Regions from separate parts of the Mus musculus genome. Here all the other regions are linked to region 3. Evidence: chromatin contacts called from public HiChIP or PLAC-seq data. All regions are on one chromosome and are shown on one strand. Each heading gives the region's core, a stretch centred on a gene start, on an enhancer-like site or on the middle of the called end of the contact. The rest is flanking DNA. Distances are from core to core; before and after follow the strand shown.

The links. HiChIP or PLAC-seq counts read pairs in DNA pulled down with a chosen protein or histone mark.
Region 1: an H3K4me3 HiChIP or PLAC-seq map of embryonic stem cells shows a contact between it and region 3, with 23 read pairs. The contact joins the promoter of Mri1 here to the promoter of Cacna1a in region 3. A contact is called at or near these places in 2 of 115 datasets of contacts at active chromatin or transcription factors (both in embryonic stem cells) and 2 of 9 other capture datasets (macrophages and pancreatic islet).
Region 2: an H3K4me3 HiChIP or PLAC-seq map of forebrain shows a contact between it and region 3, with 3 times the contacts expected there. The contact joins the enhancer-like site here to the promoter of Cacna1a in region 3. A contact is called at or near these places in 10 of 484 Hi-C or Micro-C datasets (brain, cerebellar granule neurons, cerebellum and 5 more), 20 of 115 datasets of contacts at active chromatin or transcription factors (SST interneurons, VIP interneurons, bone marrow-derived macrophages and 10 more) and 4 of 9 other capture datasets (adipose tissue, embryonic stem cells, liver and 1 more).
Region 4: a contact with region 3 is called in an H3K4me3 HiChIP or PLAC-seq map of embryonic stem cells, with 15 read pairs. The contact joins the promoter of Zswim4 here to the promoter of Cacna1a in region 3. A contact is called at or near these places in 2 of 115 datasets of contacts at active chromatin or transcription factors (embryonic stem cells and forebrain) and 2 of 9 other capture datasets (embryonic stem cells and macrophages).

What each region holds. Positions count from the first base shown.
Region 1 is chr8:84,255,934-84,258,783 of GRCm38.p6, reverse strand. It overlaps Mri1 (methylthioribose-1-phosphate isomerase 1), which reads left to right and starts at 1,460. Exons shown (of 5, transcript NM_026423.4): 1 at 1,460-1,894; 2 at 2,365-2,540. The coding sequence starts at 1,524. Ccdc130 (coiled-coil domain containing 130) reads left to right here. Exons shown (of 10, transcript NM_026350.3): 10 at 1-1,017. The coding sequence ends at 303.
Region 2 is chr8:84,553,068-84,556,077 of GRCm38.p6, reverse strand. Cacna1a (calcium channel, voltage-dependent, P/Q type, alpha 1A subunit) reads right to left here. Exons shown (of 47, transcript NM_007578.3): 16 at 2,948-3,010; 17 at 2,749-2,816. Among named protein-coding and RNA genes, the nearest start is that of Gm32854, 34 kb to the left of the region's middle. Within about 2 kb of position 1,592, at least 48 of the 459 cell types and tissues checked have an H3K27ac peak or open chromatin away from gene starts, as enhancers often do. A contact at or near this core is called in SST interneurons, VIP interneurons, bone marrow-derived macrophages and 8 more, where this site is marked.
Region 3 is chr8:84,413,812-84,416,817 of GRCm38.p6, reverse strand. Cacna1a (calcium channel, voltage-dependent, P/Q type, alpha 1A subunit) reads right to left here and starts at 1,454. Exons shown (of 47, transcript NM_007578.3): 1 at 875-1,454. The coding sequence starts at 1,173.
Region 4 is chr8:84,235,629-84,238,499 of GRCm38.p6, reverse strand. It overlaps Zswim4 (zinc finger SWIM-type containing 4), which reads left to right and starts at 1,458. Exons shown (of 14, transcript NM_172503.3): 1 at 1,458-1,633. The coding sequence starts at 1,496.

The DNA of each region.
Region 1 (2,850 bases), core at 211-2,710, 160 kb after region 3:
AGCACAGGCACGGTGGGGGACCTGGGCATAGTGAGGAGAAAGTCTCGAGACGTTCCAGAAAGTCCTCAGTGTGCAGCAGACAACTCCTTGTCAGAAGAACAAAGAAGGCCACCAGGAACCACCCAGGGTAGCAAGACACTTGAAGAGGCAGCAGAAGCATCCAGGACCAGCAAGACATCAGAATCCAAGAGAAACTGTAGTGATCAGGCCTTCCCCCTAGGTTCCTCCCAGGAGGACCTGCTGAACCCCAACACCCCCAATGCCTCCCTGGTGGCTGACTACTCTGACTCAGAGAGCGAGTAAGGGAGTCAGAATTCCAGGACCAGAAGCCATGACGCGTCCAGACCTTAGGGACTGGCACATTGCTGCCAGCCCAGATACAGACCTACCTTCCTATACAGATTATTATTTATTTGGTTTTGGTGAGAATGCCTGTGCCTTGATGTAACCCTGATACCTGAGCATTAAAGTGCTGTTCTTTGTCCCTGCCTTGTTTCTAAACTCATCTAGTAGCTGCCCTGCCCTCACTTCCAGCCAACTAAGCAGATGCTGCTGCATCGTTGTGACGGCAGTGTGGCCCCACAAAGCCCGATGAAGGGTTTGAGATACTGACCAAGATTGGCCACGGCCTGGGGTGACGTCCCCTTATGAGGTGTCAAGGACTACATAAGGAAGGTTGAAAGAGGGCCAGGCTGCTGGAGCCAGAGAAATAAAGCTAACGGCAGGCAGGAAGAACATCCAAACTCCATGTCATGGGCTGGTGTGGGTCACTCATAGTGGCCAGCCAGTAGGGATGTTTGTGAAACAACCTCAAAAACACCCTAATCCAGCCAGGCATAGTGGGCAGACAACCGTCATCCTGGCACCCCAGCAATAGAGACAAGGTGTGGTCCAGCTTTAAAATAGGGTTTCTCATGTATCCCTGGCTGTCCTGGAACTCGTTCTGTAACTATTGTGGAGCCAGATTCACAAATATATCTCTACCTCCTGAATGCTGGAATTAAAATCTGAGGTTTATTTTTGTGTGTTTGCATGTTGTGAGTATGTTGTCTCACTGAGGTTTGAAAGAGGGCCTTGAATCCTTTAAAACTAGCGGCAGTCGTGAAGCCTTTGGTCCTCTACAAGAGCAGAATGCACGCCTAACCATTGAGCAATCTCTTCAGGCCCTGAGAATAAACGTCCCTCATGGTGCTTGCTTTTTTTTAAAAAAATGGAGACAAAAGTAGTCCCACGGAAGGTCGTTTGACACGCTGATTAAGCGCTGGGTGTCTGTGAGCCGTGGATAGGCAGAGCTGAGAGTTCCAAGTCATCGCTTCAGTAACGGATGGACGATTTCCGGCAAAAAAATAGCCCCATCACCAAGCATCTTGGAGCTAGAACTCGGCCTTGGGAGAAGTTACAGCCACTCTGGAAGACGCTAATCGCCCGATAACCTAGGAGCGCGTGCGCATGCGCACGCGGCAGGACGCAACTCCGCCCCGCAGCCTGTGCAGGATTCCTCGTGGCCCTGCAGGGTAGGCAACATGACACTGGAAGCGATCCGCTACTCGCCCGGCTCGCTGCAGATCCTCGACCAGCTGCAGCTGCCAGAGCACTGCCACTATGAGGCACTGAGCTCCGTGCAGCAGGCTAGTGAAGCCATCCGCGCCATGAAGGTGCGCGGAGCCCCGGCCATCGCGCTGGTCGGCTGCCTCAGCCTGGCCGTGGAGCTGCGGGCCGGCGCCGGCGGTCCCGGACTCGCTGCTCTGGTGGCCTTCGTGCGAGACCAGCTGCGCCTCTTAGTCGCCGCCCGGCCCACCGCTGTCAACATGGCCCGCGCCGCCCGCGATCTGGGTCAAGTGGCAGCCCAGGAGGCGGAACGAGAGGGTGCCACTGAAGAGACCGTGCGGGAAAGGTACGGGATCCTGGACCAGTCTTGTGTGCTCTGCCCAGCTTTCCTCTCTACCATTTTCTTTCCCATCCCACTTCCGGTCCAGCCACTTGGTTCTTACTGCTTTTCTGTTGCACCGGTACGGCTCCTGCCTGTGGCTGAGACTAGAGTCTAGAGCATTAAAGCACTGGAGTTAGAACTTCATCTCCAGGTTCCTGCTCCTTCCCCTCCCCTTCTGTAAAAACACCTTGTCCCTGATTCTGCCCCTTCCTGTTCATCAACTGCCTCTCCCACCATGACGTCATCATCACAGAGGTAAAGGGTTTCCTCCTGTTTACTGCTGTGCGTCAGCCCCAGCTCCTGGCTCACTTATATTAGTGATCAGAGTGGAAGTGTCCTCAGGCTCTCAGAACCCCACCTCACCTTTAAAGGGCGGCCCCTTCAAAGTTAGCCAGCTCCCTTCCAACAGTGCTAAGAGCTTCTTCTGTCCCCAGAGTGATCCGCTTCGCCGAGGATATGTTGGAGAAGGACCTCAAAGACAACCGGAGCATCGGGGACTTGGGAGCCCGCCATCTCCTAGAGCAGACCAACCCCAGGGGTGGCAAGGTGACCGTGCTGACCCACTGTAACACGGGTGCTCTGGCCACTGCTGGCTATGGTACAGCGTTAGGTGAGGAGGCACCTTCAATTGTTAGGGCATGGGACATGTTATGGGATGCAAGGCAAAGCAACTGGAGCTGGGGGTGTAGTTCAGTGGCAAGAGTACTTGCTTAGCTAGGGCTGGCTCAGCAGCTTAAAAGTATGGACCCCTCTTGCAAAGACCTATTAAGTTCTCAGCACCCACAGTAACTACCTGCAGCACCCTCTTCTGGCCTCCACGAGCACATGCCCTTACATGCATAGAGACACACATGTACATAATTAAAAATAAACACTAGGGCTGGAGAGATGGCTCAGTGGTAAAGAGCATTGACTGCTCT
Region 2 (3,010 bases), core at 343-2,842, 140 kb before region 3:
TAGGTGGTTGGGGACTTAAAGTCATTTCACTATGTCGCAGAAAAGCCCTCAGTTGCCCAGTGTGGTGCAGGTGATGAACGCCATTAATCCTAATGCTCAGGAGGTAGAGGCAGGAAGTTCTCTGTGAGTTTGAGGCTAGCCTGGTCTACATAGTGAGTTCAAGGTCAGCTAGGGCTACAAATTGAGACTCTTTGTTAAAAAAAAACAAAAAAATTGAAAGAAAGGAAGAGAGAGAGAGAGAGAGAGAGAGAGAGAGAGGGAGAGAGAAAGAAAAGAAAAACCCATCAATGGAAAGACAAAGAAAAAACAAGGAGGAAAGAGATAAAACCAAACCCACCAATAAGAGAAGCTATGGGGACTGCCCCCACTTTCTAAGCTCCCCTGGAACAGAAGTAACCTGCACCTTAATCACTGTCAGTGACAGGAGACAGGGTTCCCTGATGTCAGGCACCGTGTCCAGCATCTTTTAGACCCAGGTGGTTGGAACATTGGTCTCAGCCACACTGAAAACGAATGTTTCCCGGCCCCGGCAGCACCTGCAGACCCAGGGCTGCCTTCGGGATCTACACTTTCAGCCGGCAGCTGGGTGGGTGTGAAGCACATTCAGGTTTAATTGTCTCGTGTGCAGTGGAGAAAACCACAAGGTTCAGATTCAGCCAGGGTGAAAATCCCAGCCATAACCACTTATTGCTGTGTGACCCTCAGTAAAATCTCTCCATTTCTCTGTGTCTCTTCTTCATGACCAAGCTTCCAGGACTCCCTGACTCAACCCACTGCACTATTCCCTTCAGCACTAACAAACAGTGCTTTTAAAAATGCATCTGATTTCTGGCCTGCCTCTACAACCTGAATCCTGTCCTCCCAGGGCAGGGACTGTTGTCTGTCTGTCTGTCTTGCTCACCGTACTCTCCCTGGCTTCGAGCCTGTGCTCACTGTTGGTAGTCAATCCATGATTACGGATGAGGCATGGTATCTGTAAAATGTAGCTCAAACAAGTCCCTTCCTTTGCTTGGGGATTACAATGGTGTGAGCCACATGTACAGTGGATGAAGGGGAAGACGGGGGTCTGCAGGGGGATGGCTGCCTTCACTTTGGAGTGTAGCTGGCCTGTCTTCCCATGCCAGCCTCCTGTGTCTTGGATGAGCTCATGGCTGGATCGGACTGTGGTGACACATGCCAGCCAGCTTCATGGTGGCTGAACTCTTGGCTTTGTGCCTGGGGTGGGAGACTTCCGCTTTTCCCTGCCGGAGGTGGGGCTGGGAAATTCTCCCTCCCTCCTGCCAGGGCAAACAGATGGAAGCTTGGCAGCCCCTACCCCTGTAGCCTTGCAGTCCTGGGTTCTGAGGCACTGGGGAGGGGCTCCGGGGCTGGGAGGAAGACTCTGCCTGCAAGCATTGTGTGTTAATTCTGCAGAGCCAGCCGTGGCTGCAGGAAAGATGGTCTCTGTCCCTGACACCTCAAGACTGCACAAACTGCGGTTTCTCTATGTTTTCTCCTCCAAGGCCGATGAGCCCAGCTCTGGCACATGGGCCCCACTCATCACCACCTTGTCCAGGGTTTTCTGCGCAGCCCATAATCTGGCTGCTCTGTTCACAGCCACCAGGGGGCGTGAGCTGCTTTGCAGAAAGCAGGGTTTCCTCCCCCAGGCCTGACTGGCATGGACCTGAGGACACTTAGGATGCCGGAGGATGCCTTGAGGGGCACGTGATGCCAGCTTGTCCCCAGATAATTCAGCGTCACTGAGTAGGAATGAAACCTGGGCTTCATCTCACCCGGTGACTTTTCTTCCCGAGTTCCTGCCCCAGCTCTTCTCTGCCCTTTGTAGGGCTCCATCTTTGCTCTTGCAGTTCCTGGTGTATGGCACTGGCATCTACCTTCCCTGGCCTTGGCTTTCCCACATGTGGTGTGTGTGTGTGTGTGTGTGTATACACACACACACACACACACACACACACACACACACACACATGCATATCTTTTTTTTTTTTTTTTTGAGGGAACACAGGTTCTTTATGTGGCACGCGTCTTAAACTTTCAATCCTCCTACCTCAGTTCTGTGCTCAGTCACACACCACCACGCTGGCTGCATGATGCTTTAAGTAGTGGCCATACCATCTGCGACCATGGATCTTTTCTTTCTGACCCTCAGTTTCCCCTTCTCCGAAGGAGGACTGGAGTGGAGCCTGGCACCTGGACCACAGCTCTGTACTGTTGTCCCTTGGAAGGCCAGCCTGAGGGCATTCCATCTGGCTAGTTCCTCAGCACAGGGTCACAGGTGGAAACATAAGCCTGCAGACCCACCCTGTCTTCCCAGCCAGGTAACCTGTGCACCTTGTCTCGAACCTCCTATCAACTGTCCCCTGGCATGCTCCCTGTGGAAGTCAGAAGGAGGGTGATTTGGGGGAAGGGGCAACCCTTGTCACTGTGTCTGAGCCTTGCTAGCTCCAGCTCTGCCAGAGGCCCTACCAAGTCACTCCTTGCCCCATCCTTTGGCTGGCAGCAGTGCCCATTATCCTGAAAGTCCTTATTCCTCAAGCCTTTGGGTGCAGGCTCAATATCTGTCCTCAGAAGCCACCTTACTGTCCCCTTCCCCTTCTGGGCTACAAACTATCTTGATCAGGGATGGCATGGCTCCAGGAGAGGTGCCCAGTGCTCCCATCCCCAGCAAGAGCCCTGACCCAGCCCCCACATCCCTCCAAACCCTGCTGTCATGATCTGCCATGAGCAGGTGGTTACTGTGCCCTCCACCTTGGTGAGCTCCTGGGCATTGGCCAGGTTGTCCACTGCGATGGCCAAGAACACGTTCAGCAGGGTGTCTGTATGTCGAGTCAGGGAAAGCAGCTGATGGAAGGAAGCTCACGGCCTGGTGGGGCTGGTGGAGCCTGGGCATTTGGGTCCCGCCTGCTCCACCCACACCCAGTCTGTCCCTGGTGCCCACGAAGGATACAGTTCCCGAAGAGGGTGAGGACGATGAAGTAGATGGAGAACACCATGCCGCCCTGCACGCCCC
Region 3 (3,006 bases), core at 205-2,704:
TGTTCCTACCCAGGTCCCCAGTGTATGAGAAGCTAAACCCAAGCCCACAAAAAGCCCTCCAAAGGGTCCCCACTTCTTTTCCTTCCTTCAGCCTTCCCTCATACTGAAACAACACACCTCAAATCTTCCCAGGCCATGGGCCTCACCAGATGGATGGCATTATGTTTCTTTACACCCCAAAAAATAACGCTGAAGGGGTTCTGATCTGTGACAGGAGAGAATGGAAGTTGCACACAGGGCTTCTGATGATGTGTCCCTCAAACCACTAAAAAAAAAAAAACCAGTCCCCAGATGCAGCTGGTGGCCCACCCAGAGCCACTAACTGAGGGATGGCTTCTCTACGGCCAGGCCACATGGTATCCTATACCCTAGGCCTGAGGATCCCACCTTGGGTGGAAGGCCAGGGTTGAGAGATCGGGGTACTATTCCGAAGGATTTGAGGGAGACATGTATGGGTTCTCTTACCCTGTAACCCAAATCGTCCAAGCACTGGCCCAGCTAGGGCTCCATCAGAAGTCAGACCCCATCAGAAGAGCCCCCATCAGTGTCCCCGCGCGACCCGACCCAGGATCCAGACCTTCGGTCTTCACAAGGAACCACTCACTCCCCCAGTCCCAAGCCTCCTAACTACTCGCAGGCTCACTCTGCAGCGGCAGCCCAGCAGGCCTGGAGGCTGCCTCCCTCAGCTACCGGGCCCCCATCTCCAGCCCCTATCCGCCGAGAAGCCCCCCAGCTCCCATCAGCCCCCAGGTCTCTTTCCCAGCCCCGCAGAGGAAAAAAGAGGAGGAGGAAAAGGAGGAGGAGGAGGAAGAAGAAGAGGAGGAAGAAGAGGAGGAGGGGAGGCGCAGCCGCTCGGGCTGGGGCAAAAGGATATGGCCATTCAGTGATCTTTTTGGCGTATTTTCTCACCACGTTGTCTTCACTGAAGAGGAACAGGGAGCGGTTGACCGTGAGGCAGTTCTGGCGGACAGGGATGGGGTTGTAGAGGGCCATGGTCCGCGCTCTCTGCGCCATCGACTGCTTGTACATCCTCTGCGCTCCGGGCTGCCCGCCCTGCCGGCTGCCCCCGGCTCCTCGGCCGCCCGCGGCGCCCACGACCACCCCGGCGGCCGGCCCTGAGCCTCCTCCGCCTGCGCCGTAGCGGCCCGGCATCTCGTCTCCAAAGCGGGCCATTCTGCAAAGAGCAAAGGGCCTCGGGTTACGCGGCGGCTGCTGTTGCTGCGGCGAGCGCTGCGGAAGCCACGGCCACCGCCACCACCACCACCACCACCGCCGCCGCTGCTCAGGCTGGCCGGGCTGTGGGGACGGCGGCTGCACCTGCGACTGCGGAGACGCTCCACGGCCCAGCCCATCGGGCGGCGGCGCCCGGCCTCAGCTCGGGGGGCTCACGAGCGGGACGGCCCGGCCGAGCCGGGGAGCGCGGCTCGGGACATGCCGGCAGAGGCGGTGACCCCGGGCGGGAGGAGGGGTGCGGGGGAGGGCGCGGGGGCGGGGCGCGGGGGAGGGGCGCGGCAAAAATAACCGGGGACGCGATCCAGGCGATCCCCGGCCACCCACTCCGGAGAAGAAGAAAAAAAATTTTTTTCAGTTAAAAAAAAATCAGTTAAAAAAAATAGTGTAAAAAGATCAGCTTTTTTTTTTTTTAAAGCAACGCTCCAATGCACACCCCCTTTAAAACGCGAAGTCTAAACGAAGGACGTCCCCCCTCCCTTGGACGCAGAGACTGGCTTCAAATTCCTCCGAGGTCCGGGTCAGCTTGGCATCTTGCTAAAGGCGTGGGCTCGGCCCATTAGTAAAAAAATAAAATAAAATAAAAAGAAAAGAATTAAATAACAAAAAAACAAAACCAGGTCTTTGCTATAGGAAGAGGGTGGCAGCGAAGGATTTGTCCGTCTGTTTTGCTGACTTTCCTAGACCTGGAAAGAATAGAAAATTCCTGAAAACGCTGCAGCCCCTCCCCCAAATTCAACCCGACTGGAGAGCAGAGGGCGGAGGAGCGGGGCGCAGGGGCGCGGCGGGGCTCGGAGGCTTCAGGGAGCCGCTGGTCCCCGGCTTTGAAAAAAAGCCGATCTGTTTTCCTCCTGATTCAGCAGCCGCCGGCTCCTCTGCGCGCGGAAGCGTGTGTGCGCGCAGCCAGGCGCGGCGCAGCCTCGGCCGGGGGGAAATTGCAGCAGCGCAGTCTTGAAAATTCCCCACGGGGGGAAGGAGGCGAGAGAGCGAGCGAACGAGCGAGGGAGGGCGGTGCGCGCCGCTCGGCAGAGGTTCGGGCTGCGGCAGAGCCTGGCAGCATCCCACCCCCGGGTGCCTCCCTCCCTTCCCCCCAGCTCCGCTGAAAGAAGAGGTGCGGGGTGCGAGGAGGGAGCTGCCCGGCCGGGAGCCGGGGCTAGATCGCGGCCCTGCGCCCTAGAGCAAGACCCACCCGGCGACACGCGCAACCAATCACCAGCGCGAGAGCAGGCGCGGCCAGGCGCGCAGGGGGAAGTCGGGACAGAGTCCTCCGGCACAAGGGACCTTGCTTGCCACCCGAGGTCCGCGTCGCTGCCTAGAACGAGGCGTGCCCAACAGGAAGGAAGAAACTTAAAAGACCAGAGGGTTTGGTCTGGAGACTTGGTGCGGGTGGCCGACGCTGAACAAATGTGGGTCTGTTGAGCAGAAGACAGTTTTTATGAGCTAGAAGAATGGTTTGGGGCACTTCTAGGAAGGCTGTGGGTCCCAGGGGGCCAATCCAAGCTAATGTATAGGAGATCCTGGTGGCAGCCCCCGTGTGAGCTCCCAGGAGCAGACCACTCACTGAGACCTAGGGTGTTAGGCGGGGGCTGCTGGCCTAGCTCGGTTTGGCCCCTGCTCTATAAGGCACTTGGATCACCCCACCTGCTTTTTTTTTTTTTCTTCCTATTTGGAAACTCCATGAACACAGAGAAAACTACATAAATCACAAATGAACAAGTTGAGGAATTGCTGCGAATGAACCCTCCTGGAAGCCAGCTCCCCAGAAACCCGCCTACA
Region 4 (2,871 bases), core at 209-2,708, 180 kb after region 3:
AAAGAAAACTAAGACATCACTGCTGTTATTGAGACAGGGTCCCGCCGGGGATGTAAGATTCCCTTGGAGTTGGAGTCACAGCGATCATGTGCCATGTAGGTTCCAGGAATCAAACTCAAGTCTTCTGGGATCCATTGACCGGTGCTCTTAACCTCTGAGCCATCTCTCCAGTTCCTCCATTGTGTTCTTCCCCCTACAAAAGAGCCCCACTTGAGCAGCCCTGTTTCAAGGGTTCACAGGCTACTTATGAGTGACTGTTAGTTGCCACGGTGGGGAGGGGTCTGTCCAAAAGCAACCAGTGGGCTAGTCGGCTTCTGTGGACCAGGTTGGGTTTTTCCTGCTTTGAGGATCCTAAACACTAAATGGGATCACAGCTATGTTGGCAGGTTTTAGTCTGAACTGCTACTGTACGCTGGGCGCTGTTCCACGTGCTGACTTGTCTCCCCATGGACGTACACTTGATCCTTGGAGCTCAGAGTTCAGAGAGACATTTAACAACCCCCCTACCCTGGTATCTCAAAGAGCTCTAAAGGATGAGGCAAGAGGATCTCCAATCAGACTAACCAGGGTTACATAATGAGAGAAGGGGGGGGGGGGTTCAGAGGTAGTGCAGGGTGGTGGGCCATCTAATCCTGGACTAGATGAATAAATGATGCTGGAGAGGCCGCGACGGTAGGAAAACGCAAGGTTCTCTTAGGTCATGGGGGTGGGGTGTGGAAAAATGACGAAGATGGTGAGTGGCTTCCGCACTGTGGAAAATATAAGCTGAGTCAGGGGGAAAAAACGATTCGAAGTGGGGGATTTGACATGCATTAAGTCCAATCTAATGAAACTAACACTCTCATGGGTCGAAATGGGCAATTTCATGTTCATTCCACAGACGTAGAAAGGATTGGGGTGTCTTAGCTCGCAGCTCAAGAGGAACTCGTAAAGTTAACAGCCCACAGCGAGCGCATTGCTAGGAAGGACTGTGCTGGCCCGGGTCGGCTCTTAGAGCATCCAAACTGTACCAGTGGCCCAGAGAGGTTATTGAGTTTCTAGGGTCATTACAGCTCAGAGAGAGTCAACCCCGGCCGGGAGGCGGCCGGAAGCGACCCTCCGTAAACAAAGCCGTGTGTAGGCGCAGCCCCAGCCGCCAGGCTAGAGGGCCGGCCCAAAGGGGCGGAGAAGGAATGTTGTGAATGAACGTGAGACCTCCCCGAAACTCCTCACAAGGCCAAGCCGTGGGGTTCCCTCATTTTGATTGGCTCATACCGCCCCGTGATGGACAGCGACTCTTCTTGCGACCTCTTATTGGATGGCACAGAAAAGACGGACGTGGAGATTGTCGAATGAACAGCGGCATCTTGGAGGCGGGTCTTTGAGGACAGCCAATAGAAAGGGAGAAATAGGGCGGTGGGGGCGGGGCCTCGTCTGAGGAGGCAGCGGCTGCTAAGACGGCTTCATTGTTGTGAAGAGTCTTAAAGGGGCCGCGTCGTCCGGCCGGCTCGGCCGGATGGAGCCCCCGGCGGCCAAGCGCAGCCGGGGCTGCCCCGCGGGGGACGAGCCCGGGACCGGGGCCCGTCGCAGTCGCCCCGAGCCGTTGTTGGACCTTAGCGCCAAGCGGGTGGCCGAGAGCTGGGCCTTCGAGCAGGTAAGGCCCCGGCCTGCCCCAGGCCTCACACCTCGCCCCCTCCCCAGCAGCCAGCCCCCCACACCGCCACCCCGGGCCCCGCACCCCGAGCCTCTCTGCCCGCGACCCTCCGGGTCTCTATTCTGACCTCTTTTCTTCCTCAAGAGACACACCAGCCCAGAGACCCACACTGCCCCACTCCTGCCGTAGGGTTTCCCTGTCCCACCCTCCAGGAAGAAGACCCCCGTCTCTGCAGGGCCTATACATGACACCCCTGTATCCCTTTGCTCCAGCCTCCAGAGCCCACCAGTCCTCTCCAGATCCCCGACTGTGGGACAAGAGGCAGGGTCACTGAGGGAAGGGCTCTGTGCCCCTCCTCCCCCCTTCCCCCTCCCTCCAGCTATTCCAGAGCCAAGATTGGGATACAGAGGCAGAGAGGCTCCTGGAACCCCTACTCTGTGACTTGTGGAGTGGTGTCCCGAGAAAAAATTCCCCTCTCTCTGTCTAAGGGTCCCCCAAGAAGATGGGAAGGGTCCGAGGCTCCTCTCAGTCCCATACAGCTGTCTTTCAGTCTGACTTTGAGTGTTCTTGGCCTCACAACTCTTCCTGAGTTAGGATGGATGGGTTTGGACTGACCGTGGACTGAGCAGGCTCTGATTCATGACCGGAAAATCCCTCCTTAGTCATCTGCCAACTGTCAGGAGCCGAATCACTGACTCCCCCTTCTCTCGTAGAAACCTTGGGTAGGGCCTCCGTGCTGTTCACCCTATGTGACATGCACAGAAGAACCGTAAAACTGTCTTCAGGACTCTCACAGATCTGCCTTGGCCCAGCCAGGTGCTAAGAGAACTCTGGGCAGGTTCTGGAGCCCTTGTGGAGTTGTTCTCACTTTGAGGAAACTGGGGCACAGAGACGTTGAGAAACTTGCCCAAGGTCACCCAGCCAGTCACTAGCCAACTCAGATTGGAACACAGCCTCGAATGCTGGCTCCATTCCTTGGAGTCTACAGGGGATGGCAGGTCAGCCCTTCCCTCCTAGAGAAGGGGCTTTTTTTTTTTTCCTCAGGGGAGGAACAGGGGAAGAAATACCCAGGGTGGAACTGATGTTGGGAGTCTGAACAATTTGGTTTAGGGATCCTGAAGAGCTGACTTCATCTCTGATGTAGTAATGCTGACCCCTTCAGGTTCTCAAGCTGTCATGCCAGCTTCCTCAGGCTCGTTCTGAGGCTGTGACACTGACCCAGTGCTATGGTTTCAGCA